Regions from separate parts of the Mus musculus genome. Here region 1 is linked to region 2. Evidence: chromatin contacts called from public Hi-C data. All regions are on one chromosome and are shown on one strand. The core of a region is the stretch at or near the end of the contact, and the rest is flanking DNA. Distances in the headings are between cores, read along the strand shown.

Region 1 (7,706 bases), core at 3,606-6,105, 450 kb after region 2:
TGCGGACAACAGAAGAGTCTTCGGTCAAGAGCCCCATGACAATTAGTAACGCTCCTATTCACATTGTAAATAAATATGTATGGAGAAGTTTGTCAGTGTTAATGATGTCCTGAGTTATGCCTGTAGCTCAGACTCTGCCTCTAATTAAGGCCCCTGCAACACACGTACTTGAAGGAAGCAGCGTGGTTGTCTTGTTAAACTGCAGTTGGAATGCAAATTACTAAAACAATCTCCTACACACACGGAACACAGCTATGTAGGCTGGAAAGAGAGGGTAGGATTAAGATTGTGTCATCTTACCCGCATCAACCCCCTGTGGCCCGCAGAGTACAGGCTGGGACCCCTTGGTTTCCTAGCGCACACTCTCCCCAGCATCGTAAGTTTTCGGCTCCGTCTATACCCATACGTAACTCTCCTTGACTCTGTCCCTGGCCCACATCCCTTTTCTCACCTCTGGATCCATGTATCGGACCGCCAGCCAGTGCGGCTGCGCAGATTTCCTCTGGTAAGTGTCACAGACTATACCCCATGCTGAATTTGTTCTCCGACTTTCGCCTTATACAGCCTAATTCCGTGCATCAGCTTTGAGATGCCACCAACTTTAGCACCTGGACTGTGCAACAAACCAGGATCCCACGTGATCACTCGAGAAGACGAACAGCTCTCTCTTCGAATAATTAAAATGCAAGTTGCATCCAAATCAAAACTTTTTCGCGTTCGGCATCTACAGCAGCGGTTCTCAACCTTCCTAAGACCATGAGCCATCAATATATAATCATGTGGTGGTGGTACCCCCACCACCACCACCATAAAACTGGTTTTGTTGCTACTATATAACTGTGATTTTACTCCTGATATGAACCGTAATATGTCCGGTATTTCGCCTGGTCTTAGGCGAGCCTGTGAGAGGGTCACCTGACCCCCAGGTTGAGAAGCACTGACGTAAGTTCTTTTCCTTAGGATCACGCTTCAATTAGATTTTCCCACAGTGACTATTATCTTTCAATTGTCTACAAGCACTCTCATCCTTCCTAAGAAGATGGAATTCTTTTTCCATCGAGTTCAGGGGATCTTCTGAATAGATTTGACTTGCCCTTCAGAGCCAGCCAATCTGAAGACACGCCTACTTTTGTCTGTCCATCAGGATAATTTTACAGGTGTTCTCTGCTCCTTTGCTCCTACTAAAGTGACTTATACATCCCTATAGAAATCACCAGTCAACACTGTGATTATATGTTTGTACATTTGACAGTAGCCTGTAATCTTTCCTCTCGAATGAATGTACCTTGATTCATTCTAGAATAACTGAATGACAGCATATAGGTCAACAGTAAATAGCTGGCCAGGGGATCTAGCAAATAAGTAAGTCCTCTTTTATATTCTCAGCCTCCAAGTAAGACTCGAGGTTTAACAAAATGTATTTGGGGAGTATAATTACATGAATTCTAAAACTGGCCTAAAGAGAAATGTCATTAGCTTTCTAATGAAGCGTGGAAACTTTAGTGAGAGGAAAATTCTGTTCCTAGGATGATTCTAAACTGAACAACATCCTAAAAGTAAAATTACCTTTATTTTTAACTCATATTCTATAAATGACCCATGTTTGTGCACATATACGTATATGTACCTTTTTAAAGTATATGTACAATTTTAAATATATATTTACATAATATATTTAATTTATAAAATGTATAATATATAAAATATATAAACCTTTTAAAGATATATGTACCTTATATTACATTATTATACTATATTATAAATTGTTATATTTATTAATATGATACATAGTACATATAATCAATAATATATATTATTCATATATATATAATATGTATCTTAGTAATACTATTCTTGGTAAAATCAGCTTTACTAAAAATTATACACAGTTGATTTTCAAGCCTGTAGCTTACAGATAGCATAATGCTAATCACAGCCTTTTATAAGATTCAGGGACACACTGCATTCTGGCCAGAACACAGTATCTACAGTCTCATAGAAGCTATGAGCTATAGAAAAAGGTCACAGGTACTTGTAATATCAAAATGTGTCCCTCTTAGGCCATTTGAGTAGATACAAAGGCCTGCCATAATGTTTAAAAATCATTTTTGAAACTTTATTGATGAATCTCAAACAAAATCGTAATATAATTAGTGAAAGGAAAAGGAAAGCAAACATTAGAAAACAAGAGAAGACCCTCAGTGAGTTGAAGACGTAGAATTCGAGCCATTCATTTCTGTGCCCTTTTAGAGCTTATACATAAATCTGGCCTGAAATGGAACATAGCCAATACCTATCATCTCACAAGGGATACAGAAACACCGGTAAATTGATGTCTTCATCAAGTGCTTAGCCTTGTGCTGATTGCACCCTAGCCCATAGTTTATTCAAGGCAGTGAGACAAAGAATAAGCTGAAGGCCACAACTAATCGTAACAGCCCTAATACTTCTTACCTACTGTTGAACAGTGCGGTTCTGTTCTGTACTGAGATGGCCGAGTCTAAAGACAACAGAAACAGCGAGTCAACTTCAGTCTGCCAGGCCCAGGCACAGAATTTAACCAGGAAATTAATCGATGTTTTACATGAATATCTAGAAATTGGTATGTCAATAATTTTAGAGAAAAGATCGTTTCTAATTTCTGAAAACTGAAAGGGCCACCATTTAGCACCAGCTAATAGAATCACATTCATAACTAAAAAGCAGACAGCGAAGGATAAAAGCCCTTACTGAGGCTCAGAATGTAGCTCCAAGAGAAAGTGTGTGCTTGCATGGCACAGTCCTCCGTGCAACGTCTGGCACGGAAAGAAAAATAAATACCACAAAGCAACATCAAATGTTTGCCTTTTGAGAGAGGGTCTTACTCTGTAGCTATGACTGGCCTGGAACTCACTCTCTACAGCAGGCTAGCCTTGAACTCAGAGATTTGCCTTCGAGTTGCTGGAATTATAGGCATGTACAACCATGCTGCACAACAGCCAACTTGTATTGAGAGTCACTTGTCCACCACTGAGAAGGGTGGGAGGCTCTTTCGGGGCTCCCATTTACCCTAAGATGCTTTCTTTGAATAGTTACACAATGTGGACGCTAATGTTGACATTGAGTTATACCTTGGCTTGGCATGGCATCTACAAACGTGAGGGATGCTCACTGTAGCGTGTAAGCTTAGAACAAGGCATGGGAAGAATGAATTGGCTTCTTTCACGGATAAGATCCATGCCTTGTAAGATGATGTCCCAGCATCTTCTTCAGGCGCTGGATAGCTAAATCCAGGCCCTCTTGTGTTTATTAGACCCTTTATTTCATACAGTTATAAACTGATAGTATGACTTTTTGAATTGTACAAAGGAGAAAGAATCTCAAACTTAATTTCTGTCCCCAAACTCTCACAACACAGATAACGTCAGACACCCTAATACATGAGGCCTTTTTTTTTTTCCCCTCCATACACTAAGCAAGTAAGAAAATTTGCAACCGCCACCCCGGGTATCACCAACACAGCTCAGTTCTGACACCACCGACCTGGTGGAAGCATCAGGTATCACAGGGTTAATACGCACGGCCCTAGGCAGCCCCACCCATCTTTGCTTGCCCATCATAAGACACAGGTTGTTTGACCTGCTACAGATAGAGGCTTCTGTAACTCCCTCTGCAGATCCCTATTAACTTGTTCAAGAGGCTTACGGAACTTAGGGACGTTCTCATGCCTACTGGTTTATTATCAACGCAAGAGGAGATAATGAGATGCATAGGGTAAGAAGTGTATTGCAGACATTGGAGCTTCTATATCCTCTCCAGATGTGCCACGCTCAGGGAACCTACAATGCTCCCCTATCCAGAGACCTTAGGAAGCCTATCCTTCTCGTTCTTATGGAGCTACAGCTTGCCTTAGGGGAAAAGTTAGGAACCATGGGCAACAGCCCTACCCAGATACAGTTGTCTGTCCACGTGCGCCATCATACCACAGGTTCCAAGTTCATAAAGCAATAAGAGACTCCCTTCTAAGCTTCCTTTACGTGTTCCCTTACATCAGTGGCTAGAGTTTTTTGTCTGTTAAGGAGACATTTTCCCAAAGTGGAAGAACATATAACAGTCCTTAGGATAAAGTGCGGCTTAAAAGAGTTTTTAACCACTACTCCTAGAGTACGTCAGACAAGACCTACTCCTCAAAGCACACAGGATACTTTAAGGTCTTAAATTTTCAGAAAGTAAGATGTAAATGCCCCGTGTGTCATCTACTCCCGGCTCCTAAAACCACAGCTGATCCGGAGCAGAGACCGAGCCGAATGCAGAAAGGTTGCAGAAATAATTGCTTTTTGTCTGCGTTTAAAAGAGTTGCGTTATCCGAATAGACGGACCAAACCTAGCCTTATCCACGTTGTTGTGGACGGGCCTGGAGCTGTTCTTGTGAACCAATGCCCTAATAAATAAAGGAGCCAATCACTGGGCGAGTAGGAGGGACTTCCAGTTTGGATGGAGGAAGAGAGGACACAGGAAAGAGGCACTTTTGGATGGGGATAGTGTGAGGACTAAAGGTAGCTACAAGTGTCTCCGGGTTTCAAAGGCGGCTCCATTAGGATTCGCCACCAGAAGATTTAGATTTAATAAGGTTTGCGAGGTTAGGATTTTAGTTGTTGCGCCCAGCGTCGTTTCTGAACTAAGTTTGTGTGGTGTTTTCCTTCCTGGGACAGCTTGTCTGGGTTCAAGAGAAAAAGGTATGGTGGCAAAGCGTGGGTTTGCCTGAGGTGCACCACAAAGGCCATGGGGGCTTTGAAGCATGGGGCTGGCGTGGTAACGACCGGCCAGAGGGAACTTAGTGAGCGGGGTGGCAAGACTGTGGAGCTCTGAGTCAGAATCTCTACGAGATAAAAACGGGTCGGCCATTGCCCGCCAGTGCATGGCCATCCAGGCCCCTGAGGCAGAGAGTTACCAGCCCAAGCGTGGGAACATGCTGGTTCATTTTCTTAATATTTTCTGCTACACATGGCGATAACATTCTGGTTTGAATAGAAAAAAATCACCCATAGGCTCAGGAATTTGAATGCTTGGTCACCAGTTGGAGGTTAAGGGTTTATCACAGTGGTTCTCAACCTCTGGGTCACAACCCCTTGTTGGGGGAGGGGGTTGTCAAAGAATACTTTCACAGGGGTCACCTAAAACCATTGGAAAACTTGGGTATGTATATTATAATTCATAGCAGTAGTGAAATTACAGTTATAAAATAGCAACAAAATAATTGTGTGGTTGGGTGTCACCCTAACGTGAGGGTCGCAGCATTAGGAAGACTGAGAGCTACCGTTTTATAGCCTTACTCCTCTCAGAGTTGACTCTCTCAGCTTCTCCTGTGAGACTGTGAACAGCCAGCCTCCTGCTCTGAGCACCTGCAGGCAAATCTTCTTTGTGATGACAGATTCCAGAACCCTAGCTTTGCCTCAAGCCTGGTATTTTGTCACAGCAACAAAAAGTAACTAATACAGCTAGTTTAGAGGGATGGATAAAGTGTCTCAGGTTGAGCCCATGTTCTTACAGCACTAACAGATCCCGTAAGCAGGTTGGATCCAATAAATATGGGGAAAATATTCTGTGTAGAAAAAAAGTAACATATGATTTTAAAGATGCTCCCAGGAAGTTCTTTCTCACACCCCCAACCTCAACCATTTTAAATTAGGAAGATTCCATCAGCCATATCGCCAGTTGTGGCGTTGAGTTCTCAACAGCAGTCCAACCCCATTGGAAACTATGTAGAGTAAATGACAGCTGAACAAACATCCAGCCCCATTTGTCCAGGCCTGTTGACAGGGAGTGTGCACACGTTCAAAGAATCATGTGCATCTTACCAAGAAACAAATCAAAACCTAAGAAACGCCTGACAAAGAGATCAGAGAGTTTATCCTGAGTCTGACAAAAAAAGGATGTCCTGCCTACTCCTATCTTTGATGGAAGGGTTTCCTATGATAGCTAAAGGTAGGATTTGAAAACATGGTAAAAAAAAAAAAAAAAAAAAAAAAAAAGAATCATGTGACATCTAGGTCTCTGTTATCAAAGTGATAAACTAGCAAACGTTGCAACACAGAAGAGCTCTCATCTTTGAGATCAGCAATAGGCCACGTTCCTTTCTAGAAGACTCTTCTAGAGTGGCGCTCATACTGCTTATAACGATTGAGCCATGGAAAAGCAATCTATTGAGTCTAAAAGAGATCCAAGCAGGTGGGCTGATGCTGGCGGCTTCCAGGGATTCGCTGGCCTAGACTCTCGCTCTTCGCTGGCCCTGCCCCTACATTCCAAGTTATCTTACTTCTGCTCAGCTTCATACTTGGAATGTTAACAGGCTAACTCTGGCTAGGGGAAATGATCCAGATGTCAAAATAAAAAACAAGTGCACACACTGTCCAGACAAATGAGTGCCCATTTAGAAAAAAATACATAATTAAATTAATAGCTTGTGCTTAACACAAAGTCAGTCTCAATACCAGGAAACTTTTTTTGGGGGGGGGACCCCTTGATGTAGAAAGTAACAGCAAAAAGAAAATAAAACATGTGACCATGTCTGCGGCTACAGACTAGGGAGGCTTTAACTGTGTTTCAAGACTCAGAAGCCACTAGCAAAAAGGCATATTTGCTCTAGAGTTCCAGGATGGTGGAATACGGCTGCCTAGAACTCCCCTCCTCGCCTACAAGACAAAGCCAACGTAGCAGGTGAGCCACCACATTTCATGCCGAACACCCGGAGTCAGAAGGCAGAGAATGGAAACTTGTAAGATTTAGAGACCCTGTGAAATGTTCGCAGGAAGAGAATTAAATCACCCCAGCTCTTCTGGCAGCCGGCAGTCAGGAAATACCTCTTAGGCGATGGTAAGCATGAAAGCCCCCACAAATTCTGTCAGTATGGATGCTGCAATCTCAAGTACAGGAAATGATCGCCACTGGTCCACAGCCAGTGCCGACAGGTAACTTGAAATATGCATTGGAGCACTGCTTTGGAAGCGTATCGCGCATCTCCTCCCATCAGACCCTGGACTGCTACAGCCAGACGCCATCTTGAGAAAGAGAATATTGTCTGTCTTTAGACGGCTCTATGAGCCACAACGCCTGTACTCCCCATCTCTGAGAACCCAGATAGTCTGCTGCGTTGTCCTCAAAGACTGTGCCTCAGACTCCATTCTGGCCAGTAGACCTACTTTGGCTTTACCCACTCACTGGCTATCCTACACAGAATGGAGAATTTGACACCAGAAGTGGAGGGTGCCATACTTCAGAATAGGGACTGCAGGGAACTTGCTGTCTGAGATCGAGGGCATAGCAGTTGTAGGTGGACTCCTTCTAGAACTAGGTCAAAGGGAGGCACACACGTGGTTCTTAACCACCACCCCTCCCACCCCCCCATCCCCTCCACCACCACCCCCCCCCCCCCCCGCTACTCCGTGCTCAAGGTTCTGTGATTGACACATCAGAGACAACAATCTGACTCCTGCTATAACCTTGTTCACGATGAAATGCCAAATGGACCTGGAGAAACCACGGCTCTAGCTGTGGCCCCATCTCTGGCATCTATGCACAGCTAGAGTTGGGGAATAAGGACAACGTCTTTTTTCTGGCTCTGACCAAGGTCCTAATTCTAGGTGGGAACTACCCCTGGTACAACAGAGATGAATGCCTCCCTGCCTCCCTTTCAGCTCCCTCTCCCGCTGTCTACCTTGCCTGGCTAT
Region 2 (7,039 bases), core at 1,947-4,446:
TTCCTATACACAGCAGCTAGAAATGGGGAAGTCGCAGTAAAATGCCTCCCAGTAGAAGGAGCTTGGCCGTTGTATCAGTCAGGCTTCCCGACAGAAGGAATACATCCAAAGGGAGGCTTATTAGATTGATCTTAGGTGCTACAGTCTGGTTAGTCCAGAAACAGCTAGCTGTCTGTACATCGGAGTGGCTGAGAATCACTCACAGCCCAACCTGGTGAAGAAGTCCTGGAGGGTTCCTGAAGAGGGACGATCTTCAGTTCACACTGCAAAGCCAGAAGCCTGGAGAAGCTGATCCAGATGACAGCACGGGAATGTAACAGCAGTGACAGCAGCAGCAGAATAAATGAACCCGTAATCAAGATAGGAGCGGACTCTCCGGTATCAAGGAGATGCAAAAGCTTTCCCTCAGGTTCCTTCTGTCTTGGCTGCCAACAGAAGGCGCCACTATGTTTAGGGTAGGTCTTCTCACTTCCAATACCCCAGTGAAGAGCAAGCCTCCGAGTTGTGCCCAGCAGCTGGCATCATAGATTATTCCAGATAGAATCGATCTGACAGCCAAGATTAATCTCAACAGGCCTGTCCTGATTTGGGTATTTTGGAAGGAGAGGTAATACAAGGATTTGGTAAAGAGTGAGAAAGTAAAATATGTGGGTCTCTTTGGCTATCTGAGCAGGCAGTCAGCAGAGAATCAGAGAGGCCAGGTGTGGCCAGAAGTTCCTGCTGCAGGGGCCATGTTGAGTTTCTGCTTCTGCTTCCACGTTCATTGAGTTCATCCGACTTCTGTGCCAGCCCTGGGTTAGCCAACAGCAGGCTGGCAGATGTCCACTGGCTTGGTCACTTCATCCCTTGGTTGTCAAGGATACTGTGTATACTGAGTTATCTTAATTTCCCTAGCCATTGCTGTGCTAAAATGCCCCGACAAAATGAAATTAGGAGAGGAAGTGTTCGTTTTTAGCTCATAATTCCAAGTTACACTCCATTTGGGAAGGCCAAGGTGGCAAGAACTTGAAGTAGCTAGACACATCCACAGTCAAGAGCAGACAGAATGAACGCATACATTCTTAGGATACAGCTGGTTTCCTCCGTGAAATTCACTACACACCCCAAGTCTTGGGAAGGGTACCACCCATAATGGGCAAATCTTCCTTCCTCAATTAACATAATCAAGATACTCTCCCACAGATATGTCCAATAGATCAATCTGATCTAGACAGTCCCTCCCTGAGACTTGCTTTCCAGGTGATACCTAGATTATGTCAAGTTGTCCTTTAAAACGAACCCAGCTAGCATTAAGGTAAGCTTCAGATTTGATGAAGGAGCCATTGTCACAAAACGAGCAAGGAACTGGCACCAGGAAAAAACAACAACAACAAAAAAAAAAACAAAAAACCAATGCAGGACAACAGAACAGATGAAGAACTCACATAAGAACCAGGGGAGTTCCAGCCACACGGCCTCTGACAAAGATGCCAAAAATGCATGTTGTGATAAAAGACAGTGTCTTCAATAAATGGTGCTTGGAAAACCACAGGCAGGAAACTAGATACCTATTGCTTATCCTATACAAAACTCACTGAAAGATAACTCAGCGATTCAGGGTACTCACTGCTCTTGTAAAAGACTAAGGTCCAGTACCCAGGTTCCCTAAAGCAGCTCACACTGACTGTAACAGTTTCAAGGAATGTGATATCCACTGGTCTCTGAAGGCCCCTTGTGGTGTACATAAAAATCACACACACACACACACACACACAAACACACACACACACACACACACACACACACACGGAAGGAGGGAGGGAGGGAGAGAGAGAGAGAGAGAGAGATTTAAAATTTTTAAATGACTTTTAAAATAGACTCTACATAGATGAAAGCCTGTTTAATTACAGCTCTGAAATTAATAGAGGAAGAAGTAAGGAACACATTTTAAGATATTGACCTAAGCAAGCATTTTCGTAATAGAACTCAGCTGCACAGGTAATCAGCCCAGGAATTGGCAAATAAAATAACTCTTCTTTATTTCAAGGAAATAATGAACCGACTGGAGAGACCGAGGAAGTCTTTGTTAGCCATGTATCTCATGGAGGATTAATATCTAGACTACATAAAGATCTAAAATCAATCAATCAAACAAAAACAAATAACAATAGTTCAAATGATTCAGTCAGTAAATGGGCCAATCAAATGAGCTGACGGTTCTCAAAGGATGAAAAACAAATGACCGATAACCACATGAAAAAAAAAAAACCTCAACATCACCACCCATCAGAAAACTATAAATAAAAACTACATTGAAATCTCATTTTATCCCAGTCCGAATGGCAAGTTATTGAGAAAACTTATATCATGGCCAAGTTGGCTTAGTGGACCAGGGCACCTTTGACAAATCTGACAACTTGAGTTTGATCTCTGGAACCTACACAGTGGAAGGAGAAAACCAACTTCTGCAAGTGGTCCTCTGACCTCCACACCTATACCACAGCACACCTATACCACAGCACACCTGTACCATGGCACACCTGTACCATGGCACACCTATACCACAGCACACCTATACCACGGCACACCTGTACCATGGCACACAACGGCACTAAACTAGCAAATAAGCAATCATTGGAATGGAGACAGTAAGTACCAAGTAGGATAAAGACAAAAAGAAGCCAATCTATGTTATTGATGAGTGTAAGCTAGTCCAGCCACTACAGAATCAGTTTACAGGTCCCTTTAGAAACTATGAACAGACCTTCCGTGTAACCCAAGCAGGCTTGGTGTCACCCAACAGATCCAAATCAAATGCCACACTTGCATGTCAATGTTTATCACAACACATTTCACAGTAGTTAAGTTATAGAAGCAACCTGGGGCGGAGCAATCCCAGATGGAGAAGTAAAGGAAATATGGTATATACACACAGTAGGATTCTTTTTTCTTTTTCTCCCATAAAGAATAGAGCTATGTCATACCAAAAAAAAAAAAAAAAATGGATGTACCTATAGATAACCATAATGATTGAATTAAGCCAGTCTCAGAAAGATGGCTCAGGCCTCCAAAAGGTCCCTCATTGCCCAATTACCTGACTAACTCCACCATAGCATGCTAGGAACGTGAACAGCAGGCCCGGGATTACAGTGACCCTCTGGGGTACCTGCCGAGGGATGCTGTGTGCCTATTACTGTGGTGGCTCACAGAATCGAACAGCACTGTGTTGGAAGGTTGCGGTGTCAGTAGAATACAGAGACCGGAAGAGTACATTCTCTTAGCCTTCTTTCCCAGAAAAATGCCCAGCGAAACCATTAGGCTATCACGGCTGTCGTTATGATTAAAATAGAATGATATTTCAAATGCCGAGGATTAAAATCATTATGAGAATGAGGCCGTCATCAACAGTCGATTCTGGCCATTTTCCATTCTACAGACTCTGCTCCATTTAGCGGTTCTAGAAAGCTTTGTTCTTCTCATCAGATGGATGAGGAAGCTGCGGTCTGGGGAGCGTCCCATCTGTCCGAGTTTGCTTTCTATCACTGTGGTAAACAGCTCTACCCAAAGCAGCCAAGGACAGAGAAAAGCTTATTTACTTACTTCCGTGTCACAAGCCCATCAATGACGGAAGTCAGGGCAGGAACCTGGAGACAAGGATTGATGCAGAAGCCATGGAAGAGCGCTGCCTTGCTCACCATGGCTTGCTCCGCCTGCTTTCTTATACAACCCACGACCACCGGCCCAGGCGTGGCACCGCCCACAATGGGCTGGGCCCTTCCGTGTCAATCACCAATTTAAAAAGTGCTCCATAGACTTGCCTTCAGGCCAATTTGATGGAGTCATGTTCTTAGCTGAGGCTCCTTTTCCCTAACTTGAGTCACATTGTCTAAAAAAAAAAAAAAATCCTTACAAGCATTGAACACTTTCCTTGAGCCTTTTCACACCAAATAAGTGATATAACTGGTATTGAACTTCCGGTCACTTGACAACAGCATCTTATTTCCTAACTTACAATTCGGCTCCTGAGATCTCACTTCTCCAGTTACTGAGGCATGCCAAGAAAATCCTAGGTCCTGGATGCTCTAAATATACCCTACTTTCGTTTACCTTTCGGGCAGTCTTGGGTTATCTGGAAACAGATGCGGAGGCCACTCTTGGGCCACTTACATTTGTACCTCACTAAGCTCTGTAAGTAGCCCTTTAAGAGTCCAGCCCCCGCCTATAGAAGGGGAGAAGACAGAAAAGGGCTAAAGGTGGACCGGCCAATTGTGTTCTCACTGTAGCGCTGAGTACAGCTGAGAGACTTTGGAAATAATGAATAAAATTAAGCTCCAGGATTATAGTCTCCCTTACGTCTTCACTCATCTGGATATAATGCAATGAACTGGCCAATAGCCAAATCCCACTTACAATTGTAAGTATGAAAAGGGAAAACCTCGGATATTATACTTCTATTGCTTTAGATTGTCTTTCCTTTTTTTTTTTTTTTTTTTTTTTTTTTGCTAGATATCTAATTGCTATGAAACTAGTTTTCCAGATTCGGTTCATTCCTTTAGAAAAAATTTTGAAGTTGAGCTAATAAACTGATTTCCTGTCAAGTTTTTTTTTTAAGACATTCCTATAATTTTCCCATGGTGCTTTATTTTTTTAGACTTGTTTTATAGTATGCATATGAGTGTTTTGCCTGCGTGTATACATGGGCACAGCATGCATGCCATGCTCATGGCGGCCAGAAGAGGGCACCAGATTCGCTCTTGGAACTGGAGTTAGAAATGGTTGTGAATTGCCATGTGCATGCTGGAAATGGAACCTAGGGCCTCTCTGTAAGAGCAACAAGTGTGCTTAACTGCTGAGCTATATCTCCAGCCCTGAGAGTGCTTTTCTAGGATTTAAAAAAAATGCTAGCAATATTAATAAGCAAACGTTATACAAACGATAGTCTATTCTGTTTTTTATGCTTATTTCTAGAAAAAACTCACAACTCACAATTCCCCCTTAGTTGTTCTTTCCTGAGGTTACCAGCACTCTTTGAAGGACTCGCTCTCTAATTCCTAAGTCCCGTATCTTTAAGCGACTGGCATTTCTTCGCTCAATGAAATGCAGAGGAGTGTGGGTACAGGGACAGGGAAGGAAGAGTTAATTTCTACACTATGAAATACTCTGATTTTTAGAGCAAAGAAGAGAAGACCTAGAAATTAAATTTTAATAGACCTCTAGATTTGGGCAGCAATCAAAGGTTCTCTCTATAGTAACAATTACACACATCGCTGATCTGAGATCAAATATTTATGTCTTCCTCTCCCTGCTAGAGAAAATGCTAGCATTTTCCTGGCTACAGATATCACCAGGGTAATGCAATAGAGGGTCAAAGAGACGAAAGATGTCTTTCACGGTGCAGAAAGGAGTAGCGTGCCTGCCAACGATTGAGCACAACTGGAAATGAGTCAAAATGGGGACAAAGTACTGTGTTTGAGTAGATATTTTAGGCTATAATTCTAACTTCTACTGAAGCACTGTCTTGCCTATCAGCGAAACACATACAAAAGAAGATAAAGAAGTCTTGTGCCAACAGGAGACAAAAGCTCTTCCCACCTCTTCAGAGCACTTTCATTTTCAGGAGTGAACAGTTTGAATAAGACACTTCCATTATTCCTTAGGGGGCATGCAACCGTTTAAAAAAAAAAAAAAAAGGATGAAATACAGAATATACTTCCCCATGAAAAAATATTTCCATTGGAGTTTCTAATATAGAAACCAGTAACAGATTGAATTCTGCTTACACGGGATGCCACTAAACAGTGATAATGTCCCCTGCACCTTGGAGGACTGGGGCTTGCTTCTCCTGACCCACTCATACCACCACCAGCAGCAGCACACTGTCAGCTGCCACCGGCTGTAGCTTTGGTAGTAATAAAGTCTGTGCTCCGTATCTTTTTCGGAAATATTTATAGAGCTGCCTTTGGGGAACTTTGGACTTAATAACTCACCGTGCATTCACCTAGATTACCTATTCTACAAGACCTTTTCTTCTGTTTTGTTTCTTTTGTAATTTGATTTCAAAGAGTCTATAAAATTCTGCTAATTTTTATTTCTCAGTGAGCTCAAAATATACAACCCAGTTGGTCCAACCGTGGCCATGCCCACGTCTACACTTACTCTAGTAGGGGGATAGTGAAGCTCTCTTCTGTTTATCGGTGAGATTGGCTGCTGACTGTTGTAGAAAATATGTAATCTCAGTCAGAGGCTTCTACCCCACCTTTGGTTATTCGATTTCCAGATAAAAGACAAACACAACCTTTAATTTACAACATGCCTTTATCAGTACTAAAGCTGGCCAGATATCTACCTTCTATGCTATCAAAATCAATTTTCCTATCAATAACAGAGTTATGATTTACCATATTCCATCTGGGCTGCTCTCAACTCCAGTTGGCTAGCCCTCACAGCCATGGTACCCCATGGTGTCTTCTCCTCTCCCTACCTTCCTCTCTTTTCGTGGTCTCCTCAGACCCCAAGCCCAGGAACCCCAAACCCCACCCATGTCTCTTCAGCCTAGCTATTAGCTGTTGACATCTCTATTTAACCAATAGTTCTAGATTAAGGAGCAAGGCCACATTGTGCATGAAGATTCTCTCATTCCTGCAAGCAACCAGGCCTTGGGAGCCAGTATTCATCTTTACAGTATGTATCAAAAGAGCAAACCTCAGCAGCTAACCTAACTCTGCCTGCCGTTGGGCCTGGCTAACCTTCCAAGTGTCTGGCTGGCTATTAAGATGGGCTCTCTTACCAGAGTAGCCAACGTCTTGTGGAGCATCATGCCCAAGTTTTATTGTGACTACTGTGACACATATCTTACCCATGATTCTCCGTCTGTGAGGAAGGCACACTGCAGTGGTCGGAAACACAAAGAGAATGTGAAAGACTATTACCAGAAATGGATGGAAGAGCAGGCCCAGAGCCTGATTGACAAGACAACGGCTGCATTTCAACAAGGGAAGATCCCTCCCGCTCCGTTCTCTGCTCCTCCACCTGCAGGGGCCATGATCCCACCTCCCCCAGT

The links. Hi-C and Micro-C count contacts between places; a contact is called where the count stands out from the background.
Region 1: a Hi-C map of the N1E-115 cell line shows a contact between it and region 2, with 2.0 times the contacts expected there. The contact joins two enhancer-like sites. A contact is called at or near these places in 8 of 39 promoter capture datasets (the 3T3-L1 cell line, 3T3-L1-derived adipocytes, the SN4741 cell line and 4 more), 1 of 15 datasets of contacts at CTCF or cohesin (pro-B cells), 2 of 484 Hi-C or Micro-C datasets (MC3T3-E1-derived osteoblasts and the N1E-115 cell line) and 1 of 9 other capture datasets (embryonic stem cells).

The regions. Positions count from the first base shown.
Region 1 is chr15:96,213,651-96,221,356 of GRCm38.p6, forward strand. All of the region lies in intron 1 of Gm38469 (spidroin-2), which reads right to left. Among named protein-coding and RNA genes, the nearest start is that of 2610037D02Rik, 20 kb to the left of the region's middle. Within about 2 kb of position 4,856, at least 8 of the 459 cell types and tissues checked have an H3K27ac peak or open chromatin away from gene starts, as enhancers often do. A contact at or near this core is called in the N1E-115 cell line, where this site is marked.
Region 2 is chr15:95,768,960-95,775,998 of GRCm38.p6, forward strand. It overlaps the pseudogene Gm8849. Among named protein-coding and RNA genes, the nearest start is that of Ano6, 18 kb to the right of the region's middle. Within about 2 kb of position 3,197, at least 13 of the 459 cell types and tissues checked have an H3K27ac peak or open chromatin away from gene starts, as enhancers often do. A contact at or near this core is called in the N1E-115 cell line, where this site is marked.